Linked DNA regions of Columba livia: region 1 is linked to region 2. The links are chromatin contacts, called in public Hi-C maps. All regions are on one chromosome and are shown on one strand. The core of a region is the stretch at or near the end of the contact, and the rest is flanking DNA. Distances in the headings are between cores, read along the strand shown. Region 1 holds the start of GSX1 (GS homeobox 1). Region 2 holds the start of GTF3A (general transcription factor IIIA).

What was found. Hi-C and Micro-C count contacts between places; a contact is called where the count stands out from the background.
Region 1: a contact with region 2 is called in a Hi-C map of crop, with 2.1 times the contacts expected there. The contact joins the promoter of GSX1 here to the promoter of GTF3A in region 2. A contact is called at or near these places in 2 of 2 Hi-C or Micro-C datasets (crop and liver).

Annotation. Positions count from the first base shown.
Region 1 is chr1:23,248,865-23,255,313 of bColLiv1.pat.W.v2, forward strand. It overlaps GSX1 (GS homeobox 1), which reads left to right and starts at 3,303. Exons shown (of 2, transcript XM_021286174.2): 1 at 3,303-4,897; 2 at 5,342-6,310. The coding sequence starts at 4,510. The coding sequence ends at 5,697.
Region 2 is chr1:23,071,785-23,077,504 of bColLiv1.pat.W.v2, forward strand. It overlaps GTF3A (general transcription factor IIIA), which reads left to right and starts at 2,100. Exons shown (of 9, transcript XM_065050717.1): 1 at 2,100-2,316; 2 at 2,614-2,714; 3 at 3,252-3,348; 4 at 3,540-3,628; 5 at 4,555-4,628; 6 at 5,487-5,570. The coding sequence starts at 2,164.

The DNA of each region.
Region 1 (6,449 bases), core at 2,053-4,552, 180 kb after region 2:
GAGTTATTGCCTTGATAGCTTGTGGTGGAAATTAGATGAACCGTGACATAAATGTATCAGGACTTCATGGTGAAAGCCATTGCTGGCAGGCTATCGGATTTATACAGTGATAAATTAGGAAGGAATTGATAGATTAAGCTAGAGCTTAAGAAAAAAATATGGCAACTCCATGACAAACAAAACTGTGGGTTTGCCTTTATTTTGGAAGAACTGGAATTAAACACAAGCATATAACCTGTGTTTCTGGAAGCTTTTGCATTATGGATCACTGGAGGCCAGGAATAAGCCAGTGAAGGCTTACCCTGTGTTTGCCCTTTTCCCATAGACTTCCTCAGATTTCCATTACAGCCACTGCTGCAGGGGAGTTATGGCTGTACATAAGCTTCTGGTCTGATGTGATGTGGCCTATGTTTAGACTGGGTTTTATTTTTGCTTCTCTGACTGTATTCACAGACAGTGCAAAGTAGACCACTGAACAAATGATAAAAAGTGGTGTGATGTGTTTTTTTGGTTGTTGTTGTTTCGCTGTTTTTTTTTCTGCAGATGGTCAATACCTGTGTTCTCACCATTTATCTGACTGCTTCCCTTCCCTGAGCCCTGGCTTTGAGGGTGACAGACACTTCCAACATTTGACCCAAGTCAGTGCAAAAATATATAGTGAAGTTTTCAGACACTGAACTTCACATAAATACAGAGTGACACAAACACACCGCAAGCACCATGTTCTGCTGGTCCCAGATAGGTACCAGCCTTCATCACTTTGCTTTAGTGGTCCATCAGCAGAAAGGACCTTTCTTTACCTCTCCTCTGAGATGCTATAGAAATAAACACTGCAAAACCAAGTGGTCAGGCAGGCACTGCTGTGTCAGTGTGCAAGATAAGGCCATGAGGAAACACTCGTTCTGTACAGAGTACAGTTTGAGTCAGGAGCCAAAAATAATAAGTTTTGGCTATCTGTTCATACCGTTAGTGCCATTCAATGAAGCAAGAGACCAACGAGAAAAGTACAGTACACAAAAATCAAATTTGCTGATAAAGCAGTGATGTTTTAAAAAATATGTTTCTGGTTATTCAAGTAAACTCAGATTCATTCTGTGGACAAGTTAATTAAAGGGGTGCACAGGTACTTTATGGGCTTGCTCCTGGGTGTGCTTATCCAATGTAAAAAGACACATCCTTTGGGCAATCCACCACACGGTGTGTGCCTTGTGGTTCAGTAATGGCTTTGATTTACATTTTGTTATTTGCCATTAGAAAATAATCTATTGGGCTAGGCTGAAGAATATTATAGTTACCCACAAACCGTGAACTCTTCTCAGCTACTGAGGACATGTTCTCCTTGGAAACAGTGATTCTGTCCCATCCCAGCAGGATCCCATCATCACCTTGCCCTGCCCCTGAACTACTGCACCTCTCCATGCTTTCCTCAGGAACTGAAGGCGTGTGTCACCTCCCACCCCCAGATATTAATGGCAACATCCCCGGAGAGTGAGGGCCTCGTCACAAAAGGCAACGGCTGGTCCCCCAAAATTATGAGGGACCTCCAAAAGCCAATGTCCATGCAGCTGTCCCCAGGCAGTGGCAGTGTGACACCTTCGCCCCTCGCAGGCAGCAGTGATAGCGGCCTCCCAGCCCCCAAGGGCTCTGTCAGTGCTAACACTTTTGCCCTTTCCTTCTTCACCGCAATGATATCTGACCCTCCCTTTACTGAAGGCGCCCCCGAGCTGATGCGCACCTTAATACCTCCCTCTCCCTACCCACTTCTCCGGGAGCTGTGACAGAGCGTGCAGGGGACCCGGGCGCGGGGGTAGCATTTACCACCCAACATTTCTCTCCCTCCGGAGCCCAAGCGCCCGCACTTCGCGGTGGTAGCGGGGACCCAGTCCCTGCACGACCCCCCGCAGGGCCGGGGCAGCCCGGCAGCGTGCGGCAGAGCGGGCAGAGGCAGGTCCTGGCGGGGCCCTCCCGTTGTCCCTGGGAGGGCTCCCCCGTGCCCCCCAAGTCCCCCCGAGCCCCCTGTGTCCCGTACCCCTCGGCGGCTGTCTTTCCCCCGCGCCCGGTGCCGTTTTCGTTTGGTGGCGATCGCTTCGAGATGGCAAACATAGGAGGCGAATTTCCCCTAAGAAAAAAAAATGGCGAAAAAGACAGGGGAGGCCAGTTTAAAGATCTGGGATTAAAGGTCTGTGCTAGTTTCAAGCGCTCATAAAACCTCCTGAAGGATGCTATTTTGCTGCAGTCTGGGTTATTTCAGCCTACAGTTGCACAACAAACCATTTAAACATTTCAGCACAAAACAGATTCCATTGTTGGGCTGCACATTAAAAAGTGTTATTCGCTTTGAAGTTTTTGTCTAATGGCTCTAAACTGAAAGAAAATGTTTTCCTATTACTTAATTCAATCATAGCGAAGAGGCTTGGTAAAAAGCCCACGGATTTTGCCCAAAGTGTGACAGAGTTCTCTTTGTGTTTGCTTATCCTCTGCTGTCACACACTTTAATTCGCCTCTCTTTATCTGGCATTCAAAACTTTCTTCAATGACATTCAATAAGGTCCAGCGGCTGGAAAAAAAAACTGGTTATTTTTTGGGATATTCTTTCCCAGTAGCTTTGGGCTTGGTGTGCATTCAGGAGCTGTTAACCCTTTGCCTCCCTGCGGCTCGGAGTCCTGGGGTTCAGCCCCTGGGCAGCGGGAATCCCTCAGGCTGAGGCTGAATCCCCCCCGCCTCGGTGGCTGGCCACTTCTCAGCGGGAAGAGATGCCCTGTCCCGGGCATCAGCTCAGGGGAAAATGCTTTAAATTACCAGTTCCTAAAAAGAAAACAAAACAAACAAACAAAAAACCCAAAACAAACCACGTTAACGCTTTCAGGGGAATGGCACTTGGAAATCCTTTCTAAATCATTGTGGGACTGAGTTTTTACTAGCATTCGTTTTCCTTCGTTCTGTTTTTTTCGCTATTAATTTGTGCACTTACGTACAATTCTAGGCTCGGGCATCAACAATCTCTCGGCATAACTTCCATAGATTTCAGTAAGAAATGCGACTGCAGGAAAGAACAGCCTCTGCACAAGCCAGAAACGCAGGATTACACTGATTCCAAGGCTTTTCCTTCTCTTTATTTGGAAAAGTCCATCTGTTTTTGAGGCGATTTGCTGTAGGGAGAAATATCTCCACATTTTGACAGGAGTCGGCGGGTGCGTTCGTCTTTTTCTTTCCCGTATATTAAACGGGAAGAGCAGGGAGGAAGACGTATCTCAATGATTTTTTTTTCTTATTTGTTAGCATTTCTTATTCACCTGCAAAATCAAAAAGCTCCAGGGAGCCCAACGCCGAGGTCTCCTGGGCGGACGCCGTGCCGCCGCGCCAGTGCACGTTAGCTCTGATGAACGCGCAGAAATTAGCTTTATACCGCGCTGGAAGTTTTGCAGATCGCTGTGCTAACAAATCCAGACACTGCCGGTGTGTTTACGCTAATTCTCATCCGACGGGAGAAATAACACGTTTCCCTGTCGGTCCCCACAGCCTCAGGAACACTTAAGCGGGGCGCGGCGGTCCGGGGCGCGGCCGGTGCGGGACCGGGGCCAGAGCTGCGGTACGTGGAGCTCGACGGCGGGTGTTACCGCTAAAACCGGGTAGAGGGAACAGGTATAAAGACACGCGGAGAGTGCCGAGCACCTCTTCTCCCGCCGCTGAGGCGCTCGCCGTGGGTACCGCCGACACGGAGCGGTATCTGCGTGTCGGGGTTTCTCTACCCGCACCAACACACCCGCGCTGTTTGGGGCTTTCTGTGGCCGTTATCCGTACCCAGGCACCCACGCCCTCGCCGGGGCCGGGCGGGTGTACCGGCCAGTAGAGCACTGGCTGGCACATCTCGGTGTCCGGGGCCCTCGCCCGACGGCGGCGACAGCGATAAGCAGCGGGTCCCGGCACCGGGCTGGGAACAAAGACACGGGGCTGGGGACGGCAGCGGACGCGGTAACCAGGACGATGCAGCCTGGCGGCGAGGGGAGAGAGAGAGGCCGGTGGTTCTTGGGGGGCCGACCTGGTGCCACAGGTGGGAAAGGTGCCGGGGGACTGCCAGGGGAAGCTGGCGCCGGCAGAGACCGCGGCTGCAGGCGGCAAAATAAACAAGGGGGAGCGGACTGAAAGCTGGGCTGAAAGAGAAGGAGAGCGATAAAGAGAAAGAAAAGAATATTAAATCGCGAGAGAATGAGAAAATAACCCCGCCAAAGGGAGAGGAGGGGAGAGGCCGCCTGCTACGGCGTGGGTGGGGTCGACAAGAATAGAGTACATTATGCAGTTCATTTAGTTAACAAGGGAAATAATGAGGGAGCGTGCGGCGTGCATGCCAAGAGAAGAGGCACAGAAAGCCTATTGAGCGCCCCGGCGCCGCCATCACATGGCGCGGGCGCTATTTAAAGCGGGCGGGCGGGCGCCGTTCAGCACCACTCGGGCTGGCCAGCGGCGCTGCGCGGGTGCTGCGCGGACGCTGCGCGGGCTCTGCGCGGGGCCATGCCGCGCTCCTTCCTGGTGGACTCGCTGGTGCTGCGGGAGGGGGGCGAGAAGAAGGGCGAGAGCAGCCCCCCGCCGCCGCTCTTCCCTTACGCCGTGCACCCCTCGCACCCGCTGCCCGGGCTGTCGGCCGGCGCCTGCCACGCTCGCAAGGCCGGGCTGCTCTGCGTCTGCCCGCTCTGTGTCACCGCCTCCCAGCTGCACCCGCCGCCGCCCGCCATCCCCCTCATCAAGGCTTCCTTCCCCCCCTTCGGCTCCCAGTACTGCCACTCGCCCCTGGCCCGCCAGCAGCACTCCGTCTCCACCGTCAGCGTCGGGCACGCACCGGCGCTCTACCAGGGCGCCTACCCGCTGCCCGACCCCCGGCAGTTCCACTGCATCTCCGTGGGTAAGGGGGACATGCCTGGGGAGGGTCTGCAGGCCTGCATGCTAAACGCGGTCGCTTTGGGGACGTGATGGTGGTCCCCGGGAGGGACAGGACCCTGCCGAAGGCACGTGGGGCGGGGAATCCCTGCCCTGCGCCCACACGCTGGGTGAGAAATCCTGGCACCTCTATCTGCCAGCGCGCCGTGGGATGCTCAGGGGAAGCCCCGCTGCTGCCCGCCGAGCCTACGACCCAGGCGGTGGGAACGGGGGGAGGCGGTCCCGACACCCGGTGACCTCGCACTCCGGGCCAGCAACCACTTGCCAGTTCACCGTCCCCCCGGGGCTGGAGGGTTGCGGTCCCGCAGAGCAGGCGGCGGGGGAGCTCAGCGAGGACTGTCGGGTGCTCGGCGTTGCGGGGCGGGTGGCGGTGGGCCCGCAGGTCCTGACGGTGCGTTCCGCTTCACAGACAGCACGTCCAGCCAGCTGCCCAGCAGCAAGAGGATGCGCACCGCCTTCACCAGCACGCAGCTCCTAGAGCTGGAGAGGGAGTTCGCCTCCAACATGTACCTCTCCCGGCTGCGGCGAATCGAGATCGCCACCTACCTGAACCTCTCCGAGAAGCAGGTGAAGATCTGGTTCCAGAACCGACGGGTCAAGCACAAGAAAGAAGGCAAAAGTAGCTCCCACCGGGGCGGGGGGGCCGGCCACAGCTGTAAATGCTCGTCCCTTTCCACCACGAAGTGCTCAGAAGATGACGAGGACTTGCGCATGTCTCCGTCCTCCTCGGGGAAGGACGACAGAGGCCTCGCAGTCACCCCCTAGCCCCCCGCACACGCACTCTGCCCTCCCAAGAACTGTGGTGAAAGCAGGATGGGGTGTTCGGTCTGCTGTGGTGCTGACATGCAACCGAAGGATTTTATACCGTTTTGTATAATCTGTGTAATTTACGAAGGATTTTTCTGACCTTTCTAGACCCCCAGCCCATGGGGGTGAGTGTCCGTGTTGTAAATAAACAGCTCCCTAGGACCCAAGGCGCCCCAGTAGTGCTGTCTCAGTTGTCGCCCTGCAGGCTCAGCCCCGGACCCGGGAGGGTCCTCACAGACCTCCCGGTGCACCGAGCCAGGCGCGGATGCTGCGGGACGACGGGTGAAGGGATGCTGTACCGGGGCTCCCTCCGTTTACTCGGCTGTTCCCAAAAGCGGACGGATGGGAGGGTCGGGACTGTTTGGGTTATTATATCTATATAACTTTTTTATTGTCTTTCCAAAATTGTTCAGGTTTGGTTTTGACTTCGTCGCTGCCGGGCGCGCAGCTGTGGCTGTATCGTTCCGTCCTCCTCCCTCAACCCCCGCGGGAGATATTTATTTATTTATTTATGTGCAGAGAAATGGCAATGATAATAATGATGGTGATGATGATGATGGTAAAAATAAAAGCTCGTTGTTGGTTTATTTATTTCCCTTCACGTAGAAAGCAGCTGCTCCGTGTCCGCGTGCGTGCGCCGGGACCACAGCCTCTCTCCGTCCCTCTCCGCCGTAACCGGCATCAGGACCGGGATTCCCCTGCCCTGGCGA
Region 2 (5,720 bases), core at 850-3,349:
CATCCCTTGGGCAGGCAGCTCCTTCTCAGAGTTGTGCCAGGAGACAGAGGAGTAACTTTGCTCACTTCAGAGGACGATGGTGGTGAAATGCAGGATTTGGGCCATTTTGTTTTAACCTGGTCTTGTCTGATCCTGTCTAAGGACTGGGTGAGCTGAATGCTTGAAGAGGTAAATCCTTCAGGGTGAACACAGCAAGACAGGGGCAGGACTAGGGCAGGGAGGAGGTGTTTTCCAGAAGAGGGCTGCTCAACACCCCACAGTCCATGTAGGGGCTGTGCCCAAGCCCTCCTTTCCCTCATCCAACTCAGAGAGAGCTTGTGGGGAGCCAGCTCACACAGTTGGGTTTTTCCCTTCTTTTCATACCAGCCATGGGAGACAGGTAGAGACAAAGGACCCAGGCAGTGATATCAACTGACTGTGTAAGGAACACCTGGGACTTGGTTCTAATTTGGCTTGTGTGACATGCAGGAGATTTTATTCAAAACAGGCAGGTCAAGATAGCTGATGGGAGGGTTGATGGGGAGCGGAGGGTTCTGGGCGCTGCTCTGCACAGCTCTGCTGTGCAACTTCCCCATCGCTTCCAGCCCATCCCTCTCGCAGACAGGAGAGATAATCAGGTAAGGTAGGCATCCGCTATGTCTTCTCTTGGGGGACTAGTCTATTGAGAGATTAATTAAAATCCACTATGCTCAAGACAGAAAAACATCACCTGAGAAGAAAAGGCTCTCAATGGAAAACAAGTCTTTGATAGCTTTTTGTGCTTCTTGAATACAGGGAAAGCCAGTCAATAAAGTTCCTTGTGGCCTAAAAGCAGAAACATCTGTTGGAAGCGGCTTGCGAGGCTGAATATAGCAGCAGGAAAGCCCAACTGATTAACTCCACCCTCTTCCTAACATGTTTCTGTGGTTCCCAGAAATCCCTAGAAAGGGCTCCTGAGGACACTGGCACCATTACAAGCCAGCTATAATTCTGTAAACAGAGAGATCAAGGAAACATTATCCTAACTGCAGTTCACCTCTGGCATCCAGTTTGCATAATTCACACATGCTTTATCTGCTCTGCCTTAGCTGTGGGACAAGCTTCTGATTTAGGAAAAGATGAAGAGCCTATGCTCTGATAAAGGAAATAATAAAGCTGGTGTTGAGAGGAGGAAGAGGGCTGGGGGGTTGGGGTCCATATGACCTTGCACTTGGGCTGGAGCTGGGGGAAACAGCAGAGGAGATCAGAGCAGCAATACACTAGACGCAGGAAGCACTTGCAGTTGGCTGGGGTGATTCTTCTCCATGTGAACAACCACCAGGGCCCTTCTCCCAGCCCCTGCTCTTCTCATCCACAATCATCCTAACAAGGAAAGCAGCCAGCGCTCTGGGGCTGGCCCTTGATTGCTTTTCACATTCTGATCTTCTTTCATTTCTGTTTATACCAATCCCACTGGATGAAAATCCTTAAGAGGAAGAGTCTTTTCTATCCTCTCCTCTGCATTGACATTTTTCAAGACGCAGCTGAACGGAGAGTAGGCAATCTCATCTAGGCTCCCTTTTCCATGAAAGGTTGGATCAGACGATCTTTCGAGGTCCCTTACAACCTGAGCTGGTCTGTGTCCTGGGACTTCAAGTCTGGTGTCAAGTGACAACTTTGTCTCTGACGTACAGAACAGCATGAGACAGACCGCCTTCTTGGTGGGAACCAGGCAGGACCACTTGCCAAAAAACCCCAACATGTCGTTTTAAGGACTGTGTTAGGGAAATATGCATCTCCCATCATGTAGTATGCCTTTTTCCCCCTCAGTGGCACATTTCTGCCGGGGTGACAGGGTGACATCCTGCACCTCACAGACACCTCAGCCAGGGCTGCAAACGGCCAGGCAACGGAGGCGGCACCACGGACCGGGACAGAGCTCTCCGGTGGGGAGGAGGCGGCCCAGCGCACCCGTCACGGCCCCTCAGCGGGCCAGGCAGGATCACGACCGCCGTGCCACGCTGGGCAACCGCAGCCGCGGCCTCGCCAACTGGCGGGCACACGGGACGGTGACATCTCCCCCCGTCCCACTGCCCCGCCAACCCCGCCACACCGCGCATGCGCCGATCCCACCCCAGCGGCGGCGGCGGGACGGGAGGCGGGAGGGGACATTTCCCGCTCGCAGGCGGTCACGTGTCCTCCCGCATGGCCGGGGAGCGGGCGGCCGGCAGCGCGCAGGAGGGCTCTGGCGGGAACGCGCTTCCCACCAACCGCTTCATCTGCTCCTTCCCCGACTGCGACGCCACGTTCAACAAGGCCTGGCGGCTGGACGTGCACCTCTGCCGGCACACGGGCCAGGTGAGCCGGGTTGGCCGCTGCTGGGCCGCGGGAGCAGCGGCGCGGGGTTCCCGCTCGGGCCCCGCCGTGAGGTTTTGTGGGACTGAGGTGCGGGGCGCCGTGCCGGGGTGGCGGCCTGAGCCGGCCCCTCGCGGGGCTGGGGCAGCCCGCTGCTCATCTTGGGGTACCCAGAACGCGGAGGCGCTGGCTGGGCCGTGTCTGAAGTCCCGGCGCCGGGGGTCCTGCCGCGGGCGGCCCCTGGGATCAGCCGAGCTCCCCAGGGCGGGTCTGGTCTGTGAGCATCCCTCTCTCTGTCAGAGGCCCTATGTCTGCGGTTACGATGGCTGCGGTAAGAGTTTCATCAGAGAGTTCCACCGGGCCCGACACCTTCTCACGCACACTGGGGAGAAGCCGGTCAAGTAAGGCCAAATTTTTTACTTCTTGAAATGGGTTATGCTTGTCCTTATGGAACTGAAGGGCAGTTAGCACTTGGGGGTGAGGGGGGTACAGAGCATGCATGCCTAGCTTTGCCACCCTGAGTACCCCTAACGGTGTGCACAGGGTGAGATGTGGAACCTCCTCAGCCTAAAACCTCCTGTCTGGCTGTGATCCGCAGCAGATGAGTAAAGGAATGCACAGATCTCTCCCTAGAATATAGAATTAAAAGGCAGAAGGGCAGTTATCTCCTATTACTAAGCCCTTAGTGGCTGCATGTCACGGATTAGAAGCTAGGAATTCCTACATGCTTTGTTAAAATTCTCTTCCAATGTTTTTTCCAGTGGCTTTTGATTGTAATTTACCCTCTGGCTTTTCATGTCTGTAATGCAAATTTTTATATTTGGGTTGTGAGTTCTGATTACTCTTTGTGTATTCCTCTTGCCCAATGATTTGTGTATCTGCCTAGGAAACAAACAACTGCTTGAGAGTTATAATAAGAAAACGCAGTTCATTTGCAGGTGCACAGCTGATGGATGCAATCAGAGATTTGTAACACAGGCAAACTTAAAGAAGCACATTAAGCGCAAGCATGAAAATCGGCAAAAGCAATATGTGGTGAGTAATTACCTTTGGTACTGTAAAGTGGAGACTAAACAAGCTCTTTTTTGCATATCTAATTAAATACTTCAACTTGTTATTATGCCATATTTGTTTGAGTTCAAATATTGTGATTGGGATTTCAGCAAACACATGTGGACTGGGGTGTCAGTATTTGGCCTCTAATGAAAACTTAATTTCCTAAATAGTGCGACTTTGAAGGCTGTAACAAGTCTTTCAGGAAACATCAACAACTAAAAGTTCATCTGTGTCACCACACCAATGAACCTCCTTTCAAGTAGGTGGATAATTTTAATAATGAACTATAACAATTCCATTTAAACACTGCAGGTGAAAACAGATGCCTTTCTCAACCTTTTTGTTGATGTGGCATTTTAAAAAAACTGCATTAATTTGTGGTCATGGCTGCAAGTACATTTCTTGTGCTAGTCCTTTGCTCAGTAGTCTGTTTTGACCAACAGCCTTGGTGTTCTGTAACTTCAGCATTCCAGACGTCTTATGATTTGTTACAGATTCACATGAAAAATAATCAACAAAAAAAACAGTTTTAAGTATACACAGTCTGAAATACAAGCATAAGAGCTTGCACAGCAATGAAAAATGCAGCTGTGTTTTCAAGTAAAAAGCAAACACTGAGTAGTAGTTTAAAAAGGTGAGAGGCTTGGACGCCAATCTGAGCAGCTGTGCATTGCAGCTCCATTATTTACGTGACACACCAGTATAGATTTGATGAAAGCAAAGTTTAGTCTTGTATTTCTTACAGGTGAAACACACTTAACAGGAGTGTTCCCCTTAACTGAAGTGCACTAGTGTGGCTGGGTGACAGACACAAAAATGCTGTCAGTGCTCTGCTGCTGCTCTGACAGGTAGATCTGTGCAAGCCACTTAAACCCTCCACTGTCTCTCTCTCTTTTATGATCCAAGAGCCTACTGAGTAGGGATGTTGTGAGGTTTGATTTGTTACCTCAAGCTTAACTTGCTGTATGCGCATAAATGATACTATAGTTTTAACTCTTGAGGGGATCAGAGTCCTCTATTAGCAACGTATTACGGAATTCACTTTTACAAGAGGGGGAGAAAGAACACATCTCTAGGCAAGGGGAAACTTGGATTATTTTGTCCACTTTAATTGTTCTTGACTTAAAGAGCAAAAAAATATGTGGATGCAGTGAAAGAAATTAAACCACTGTACTTTATACCTAGATGTAGTAATGAAGGATGTGGAAAGTACTTTGCTACTCCAAGTCGACTAAAGCGGCACGAGAAGATACATGAAGGTAACACAGTTTTTTGTCTTGCTTCAGGTACATTTTAGCAAAGGAGAAAGGACTTCTCACGGTACAGACAGTATGCAGGGGTGTATGACATGAAAGTATTCTGGGCTTGGTGATCCAGACAGACAAAACCAGAAGACCCCTTTTGAACAGCCAAATGGGATACAATTGCAAGGGGTTGCAGTGGCCAGTTACAATGTACTTGCAGCAGTCTGACAAGCGCTCAGGATTCCTTCAGCCATTTCTTCTCCTTATGTGCTTCCTTGTCAATAATCCATCTTCTGGGAATGGGCTAATGGTTAAGGCTTAGACCTCCAGAGGTTAGGATCAGTTGCCAGTTCTGCCACAAATTTCCTATGGAGCCTTGGCAAAACCATGTAGGCTTGCATTTTTAAAGTTATTAATGTACCTATGTGAAGGGTACTTAAGTGGAATTGCCAGGAGGTGATAATGTATGTTTGATCTAATCCTGCTACACTCCTGTCCATTTTTTCAGTACTGTTGACAGCTAACCTGCTTTCCAGTGCTAGAAAAACGCACACACACACACACACAAAAGAACAAATAAGGGCCTAGGAAGAGTATCTAAAAAGCTGCTATTTGTATTCTCTTCCTTTCTGAAGACAGGTATGTGTTTTTTGTTGTTTAGCCTCTCCAGTCATGAGCTTTAAGTAGTTTTGACTTTCTGTGGTTTGTTTAAAAACCGTTCTGTCTACTTTATAGAAAGGCAGAGTCTCTTTAGACTCTGGAATATTACTGTATGGTCACGATCTTATTTTTTTAATATGCTATACAAATATTCATACAGGAATATATTATTACAGTTATTTTGTGATTGTAAACATCTGTTGTGTCTAATAGGCTATGCATGCAAGAAGGAAAACTGCTCATATACTGCAAAAACTTGGACAGAGCTTCTGAAACATAATAAAGAAAGTCATACAGGTAAAGTCCAAATGCTTTAGTAAACAGAACTTAACTTTTGATACAAATAGGAAGCAAACTGCTAATCTGAAGAAGAGTCCTTGCTGAATTCATTTCATCATCTTGTCATTGTGTCTAGACAAACTTTTTTAGTAACACTTTATTGGTAAA